2 separate regions of the Anas platyrhynchos genome follow, and region 1 is linked to region 2. Evidence: chromatin contacts called from public Hi-C data. All regions are on one chromosome and are shown on one strand. Each heading gives the region's core, a stretch centred on a gene start, on an enhancer-like site or on the middle of the called end of the contact. The rest is flanking DNA. Distances are from core to core; before and after follow the strand shown.

Evidence for each region. A called contact is a pair of places that touch in the nucleus more often than the background predicts.
Region 1: a Hi-C map of liver shows a contact between it and region 2, with 2.8 times the contacts expected there. The contact joins two enhancer-like sites. A contact is called at or near these places in 2 of 8 Hi-C or Micro-C datasets (liver and subcutaneous adipose tissue).

Annotation. Positions count from the first base shown.
Region 1 is chr1:28,508,988-28,511,979 of IASCAAS_PekinDuck_T2T, forward strand. No RefSeq gene overlaps it. Among named protein-coding and RNA genes, the nearest start is that of TMEM168, 45 kb to the left of the region's middle. Within about 2 kb of position 1,409, at least 2 of the 8 cell types and tissues checked have an H3K27ac peak or open chromatin away from gene starts, as enhancers often do.
Region 2 is chr1:28,123,546-28,127,022 of IASCAAS_PekinDuck_T2T, forward strand. No RefSeq gene overlaps it. Among named protein-coding and RNA genes, the nearest start is that of PPP1R3A, 130 kb to the left of the region's middle. Within about 2 kb of position 1,671, at least 1 of the 8 cell types and tissues checked has an H3K27ac peak or open chromatin away from gene starts, as enhancers often do.

The sequences.
Region 1 (2,992 bases), core at 159-2,658, 390 kb after region 2:
TCTCTCAGCTAGTTGTCTCATTTTTGGGTCTCAAATGTTGATACACCTATGAATTAAGATGCTAAATATCTTGTAAATACTACACAGCAAGTCCTCAGCAGAAGCTCTCGGAAGTTACAGTCACACTGCCTTCAGTCATACCGATAAATAATCTTCAGGTGACAGAAATCTTCCTATTCCAGGAACAAGACCTAAGAGCTGCTGAAAGCTGGGGCATTCAACTCAGTTTGGAATCAGGACATGAAACAGGACAGCTTCATTTTCTGAGTGGAAAAATGCTTTGAAATAAATTTCAGATAGAAAAGAACTCCAGATGTATAGGCTTTGTAATGGCAACACAAACTTCTTGAAATATTAGTATGCCTCATTTAAGAGAAATATTCATTTAACAGAAATTATCAGTTTTGATTAGAAGTGCTTAATTAGAAGTAGTACCTACTACTTAATTAGTAGTAGGATCTGCAGGCTGAGGCTGCAGTACTGGCTTATAATATATAAGAGCAGTGCTCTCTCAAGAAATGGACAGAACAGAAGGGTGTTGAGATGCATCTTCATCACACAGCAACACGGGGATACCTTTGTTTGATCTACAAGCTATCATCCATTTTCATGAAACCTGCTTCACTCTCCATTGAGATTACAAGAGAAAGAGTCTGGTTTCAGTAGCAGCTAGATGTGGCCTCTGTTGTCTACAGAACAATCATTGCCATGGGGAAGATAAAAGAAGCACCAATTAAATTATTAGAGTTGCATATTTTATAAGCAAAATTATAATGGAAGATTTCCAGCCCTACAAAAATCAAGGGAAGGAACGGATTCCAAGTCTCTGAACAAAAATATTTCCCAAATAAAAATAGGGGGTATTGCTTGAAAAAAAAAAAAAAAATATATATATATATATATATACATGTATATATACAGAGAAGGAAAAAGTAGTTAACCTAGAATAAGAGAATATTTTAAAAATAGAATCATTTTAATTGGTTCTTTAATTAAATAGCTTGTACTGAATCACAATAAAGAAATATAATTTATGCATCAATGTCTTAAATGCAGATCAAATAAAAATAATGCAAAAGAGACTTTATGCATTCTTTCATTCTATTATATTTATGATAAAAGTTTGCAAGCCGTGTAGTACAATATTATTTTGAAAATTCATCACACAAAGGCTGTTGTGAAATACTTCAAAGTGATTTGAGACAAACAATCTTTTTTTGGTATGTTAGTGAAAAAAATACTGTACAGAGGGAAACTTGCAATGGTGATAAATTTTCACTGAAGTGGTTTTGGCTTCCTCAGGAATTAATAAATATTGGCACTGACACACTGATAGCCTTGACACCAAGAGCTGTGACATAGTTCAGATTAATCTTTAGCAAGGGTGACCTGTATGAGTGCAATGCTCACTATGCAATGCTACTTTTTCATTTTAAGTCTACTGTTAACTACTCTGAAAAGTGCAACTGTCTGAAGTTTTACATGGATGCAAAGTTTTTGTAAGCAACTATATCAGACAGACAGATTACTGCTGAACTCAACAAAGGCAAAGCACAAGGTTCCACTAAGGACAACGATCCTTCTTGAACTATGTGATAAATAACTTTAGCTTAAGTCAGGAAACCTGGTCTCTCGATACAGGGACACATGCTTCCAATTCCAACTCTGCAATGTACTGAGAGACTTCAGATGAACTTTTGATTTTCCATGTCGCTTCAGTTGTAGTTATTTCTACTAGGCCACAAAATTCAGACTTATTTTTGCAAACTTCTGAACACGTTGGAAGTAACCTTCTCAAATGTGGAAAGAAATAAGCTTGTTAAACTGCATTTCAAACTGAAATGTGACTAAGCATAAAATAATCTCAGTCCAGGAGTAAAACTGATACATACTACTAGAGGAAACCTGTTTTATTTTTTTGGTAATGGCAGGATTGAACAGTAAACTGTAATTAGTTATAATCCTACAATGAAGTTTAATTCCACAGTATTTAAAAAAAAATCTTCTCCAGATAATCCATGCCAAGAATCCATGAATGGGTTCTCTGAAAATGTTTCATCTTACTTCAGCTAACTACTGGCATTATACCTCACAGAAGTCAACTTATTCTGTTCTTAGTCTATGTAATCAAATGGATCTAACTGAAAATATAGTTGAGGAGTTTCATGGAGTATTACCTAACCCTGAGGCATTTTCTATAGTGAGTTAAAAAAGACTTTCTGTTAGTTGATGACACTTCCAAAAAGTGAAGTCAAACCTTCAAACAAGTACTTTGAAAAATAGCTTGCAAAGACACCAAGTATGTATGCTGAAAGGTTAAATTCACAACAGGTTTCTCAAACGTGAAGTTAGGTAGAGGAATCAAATTGTCTAATGCCAATTAATGAAGTCACATTTAGCTCAATGGAAAAAAAAAATAAAAATAAAAATAAAAAATCATACTATCACGGTAAGACATGCATTTAAACAGTTTTTACATATAAAAAATCTTGACCTCTAATCTGTTTGTAGCTGGCCACAAAAGCCACAGCGAGCTCCTAAAGGTTCTGTCCTTTCCAGGTTGCCTTAAAGATCCCTGATCACATCATTGGTTAGAAACTCAAGGTTTTTCTGGTTCAAATTGAGCTTAATTGAAGAAAAATGAGAAAGCTAATCCATGGTGTAAATACCGATTAAATAATATATTCGGTAAAATACAAAAATATGGAATTGGTGAGGAGGAATCTGTCTTCCAATTAATTAATAATGTCATTTTTCTATAAAACTTTATTAATTGTCACTATATTTTCGTCCTTTAATTATATATTAATCAAGTCCTGCATCAGCATCTCTCATTTTGCCTTGGATGAGTGTCAGAGAAATCTTGATTTCTTTATGGAAAATTTCAACTGATAAAGTAATTAAAATATGTTACTTAGACTTATAAACCTTGGCTCACTTATACCCTTAGGCTATCAGAGCTACAGTAACACTGTTACTAGAGAACCCACTT
Region 2 (3,477 bases), core at 421-2,920:
AAGTATGTAGGACATATGTTAGATTACTTTACTTAATTGTGCATTACCTTGCATCTGTAGGATTAATTTACAAAATTCTGATTCATTTTTTAATTTAAATGATGAAATTTTTAGAATTTTCTGTGCAATCATGCTAGGATTCAAATTTAACTTTTTTTTTTTTTTTTTTTTTTTTTTATACTGAAGCTCATGTGTAATTTGATGAACAAAAAGAACAAAAAGGGAGTAGTGGAGTAGTGATTCTCAAAGCACTGAAACACGACAGTGTATTTCCATTTACATTACTTATTTGATGTTTATATGGCTACGATATATTTGGAGAGCCAGGTTTTCCACTGGAAAAAAAATAAAAAATCCAATCATTGAACTTTAAATTTTAATCATCATAAGGTTAGTTTTGACAAGGCTGTACATCCATTTTCATACTGCACTATTGTACAACATGAAAACACTGGAATAAGAGCTAAGAATGGTCAAGGGTATGTTTGAACTTGTATCTAAACTTGCTATCACCTCACATATTGATCTTCATTAACTGAGCCTGATAGGCTACTTTTATCTTCATGGCCAGTTGTCCAATGAATTGGTAGGAAGTAATGTTCTAACCTGCAGATTTGGAAGAGTCTAGGCATAATCTGACAGAAATTTCACTGCCTTTAACAAAGCTGGAATGGGTAAGGAGGACAAATGGCTGTCAAACCAAGCAGTGGCCTGTACATTAATCCGATCCACTAAACTTGTTTATAAAATTATGAATTATATTGGGTCCTACACTAACATGAAATGAGATAAAGTCAAGAAAACAGTTGTTTTCATTTTTGAGAGAAAAAATATTTTTGCCAAAAATAAGGTAATCTATCTGAGGTCATTTAGATGATCAAGAACAGAAGGCAGGAGATCTAGTTTGTTCTTCTACTACTAGCTTTCTTTTTAGTTTTGTACATTTTCCAAAGATGCAAAAGCACTCATTTTCTGGCTGGCTGTTGAATAAAATGGGGAGCAGCAGCTAAATAGTAATTTAGCAACATTTTGTAATGCATGGAGCCATTTGGAGAGAACATAATTGACCCCTAAGAAAGCATGTACTTTCTGGTTCCCAATATGAAAACTTAAGTTATGATTTCTTGCGGGTCATGCAGTTGGATAGTCAGTATACTGTCACTTTTTTTTTTTTTTTATCTTTAATCTCTCAGTGTGATTTTTGTTTCTTTCTTTAAAAAGGCTTTTGTATTTGTACATTTATCTGCCTGCCTGTCTCAGACCACGGTTGAGTAAGTTGAAATACAGCTCTTGGACCGGTGTTGGAGGTTGTACAGGAACAATGGCAGAAAGCTTAGTTCTCATTAGGAAGTACAGTGGCTCAGCAGCACAGGTCATTTGAGGATGCTGATTCAGAAACATGGGATTAAATCAAATTGATATTTCTCCTTAATATCCTATCAGAATAATCTTCTTATCCCATATCATTAAATCACATAAGAACTTAAGATGACAGCTAAACACAATTAGAATTTCCTAGAGGATACAGCAGGGCATTGGAGTATGGCTCTAAATACATGTACAGGATTCATGTTCCTGCTCAAAAGGGTTATTTTCTCCAAGTATCCTGCCAGGATTAAGCAATTCATACTAGAAAACCATTGGCCTAACTCCCCCTTGTGCAACCAGGAGTCTTACTAGATGATCTAGGGTGACTCAAAGGCAGTACAGCTGAGGCCACAACACTGAAATATTATGGACATTACATACAAAATTTAAATCTGGAAAAAAGGGATAATAAAACTGACTCAATTAAAACTGACTGACTTAATATAAATGTATGACTAAGGAAAAGGCAGGGAATAGCAGGACATATCCAGCCTTCTCCTTTAATAAGTGTGTACTACTCTTCACTATATTTGCGTTAGTCACTTCTGAAAAGAAAGGGAGCAAAACATTCTCCTATCAATTAAAATATTATTATCCTGGGCAGAGTACAAAGTTTTGTTAAAAAGGAGATCCTCAGGGACATTCATAGGCGTAACAAAGTAATTTCCATGTTTAATTGTAAAGCTTATTTCAGTAGAAGTCAGGAATATGCTTAGGCCACCATCAGCACTGTAACACATTTCAGCATTTTGTTTCTCATTTCTCATGGTGTCTTTCTCATATTGTCTTTCTTTATAACAACAGCTTTGGACCAGCCACAGTAGTTCTGCAATTGCTTCCTTAATTTGCCAAATAATGACAGATATTGTATATAAGCATCAATCTAAGTAAATGAAAAGTATGTATTTGCTGTATACATGTTAATGATCTACAGATGTGTATTTCAAGTCTTAAATCTTTGGAGAGTACTGGTTGTAATTATTATAATTTTGCTTTAATTTTGCTGATGGCTTCCTTGATAAAAATGATAAAAATGTTGTAAACTTTACAACTAATCTTCCATAATGGGAAATGATTTCCAGAGAAAAATTAAGAACAAATAAATAAAGTAAAAAGCAACAATTCATCTGTTGATTTTTCACTAGTTTAGGTTTATCACAATTTTAATCCTCTTGGTGTTCTGCTAATTTATAGTCTCCCTGTCATTTCACTCTCTGTCTCTCTCAGCATAATATCCAATAAAAATAATAATAATAAAATAACCAACAAACAACTTTGCATCTCTAGAGAACAGTAATGTAGGACCAAAGTGTTTAAGAACAAAACTTCATTCTAAAGCCCCCTTTACTCTGCTGGCACCTAATGGAGGAATACCATCTCACTCAAGGTATCACTGGAAAATTTTTTAGGAAAATTCTATTTTATAGAGCACTTGTATGAATTACACATTTCAGAACCCACCAGCTAATGAGGATTCATTTACTTGCTTCCTCAATCCCACTTCACCCAGGAGAGTATTGAATCATCAGATAATATTTAAATTTGGTTGGTAACAGAGTAGCAGAAGAGAGAACAAGCAGGAATGAAACTTGGTATCGCAGGGCTATCACAGTTTTCTGTAGGGATCCTGGGTTCAGTTCAGGAACTACAGATGCATTTCATGAAATGCCTTTTCAAGGAATTTCTCAGCAAGTTCTCTAGTGATGCGAATTTGTGCTGCTTTAATCTTTTCCCATCCTGGAGAATCAGCTAAGCAGAAATTATGGAAGCTCTTCAAGATCATGAAAGCAGTATTCACGGACCCAGGTTTTCCAGAATCTTTAACTGAGAATTAATCTACTCTTTTTTAAAATTATTTATTTCTATTTGTTTCACAATATATTTTACAAAGACAAAGGAAAGGAATGTGTGTTTATTTAGAGTTCTTTGCTTCTGAGGTGTGGGCTACAGATTTGCTTGATATACTGTGGTGAATATTTATTGCTATAGGTGATCTATATATGTATGATCACCAAAGATCTGGCTAGCCAACAAAATGGGAGCTGTGTAGTTACTGGTGTTAAACTGTGGGACACATGAAACTGAGGGAAGCTGATTAAACAGAATGGC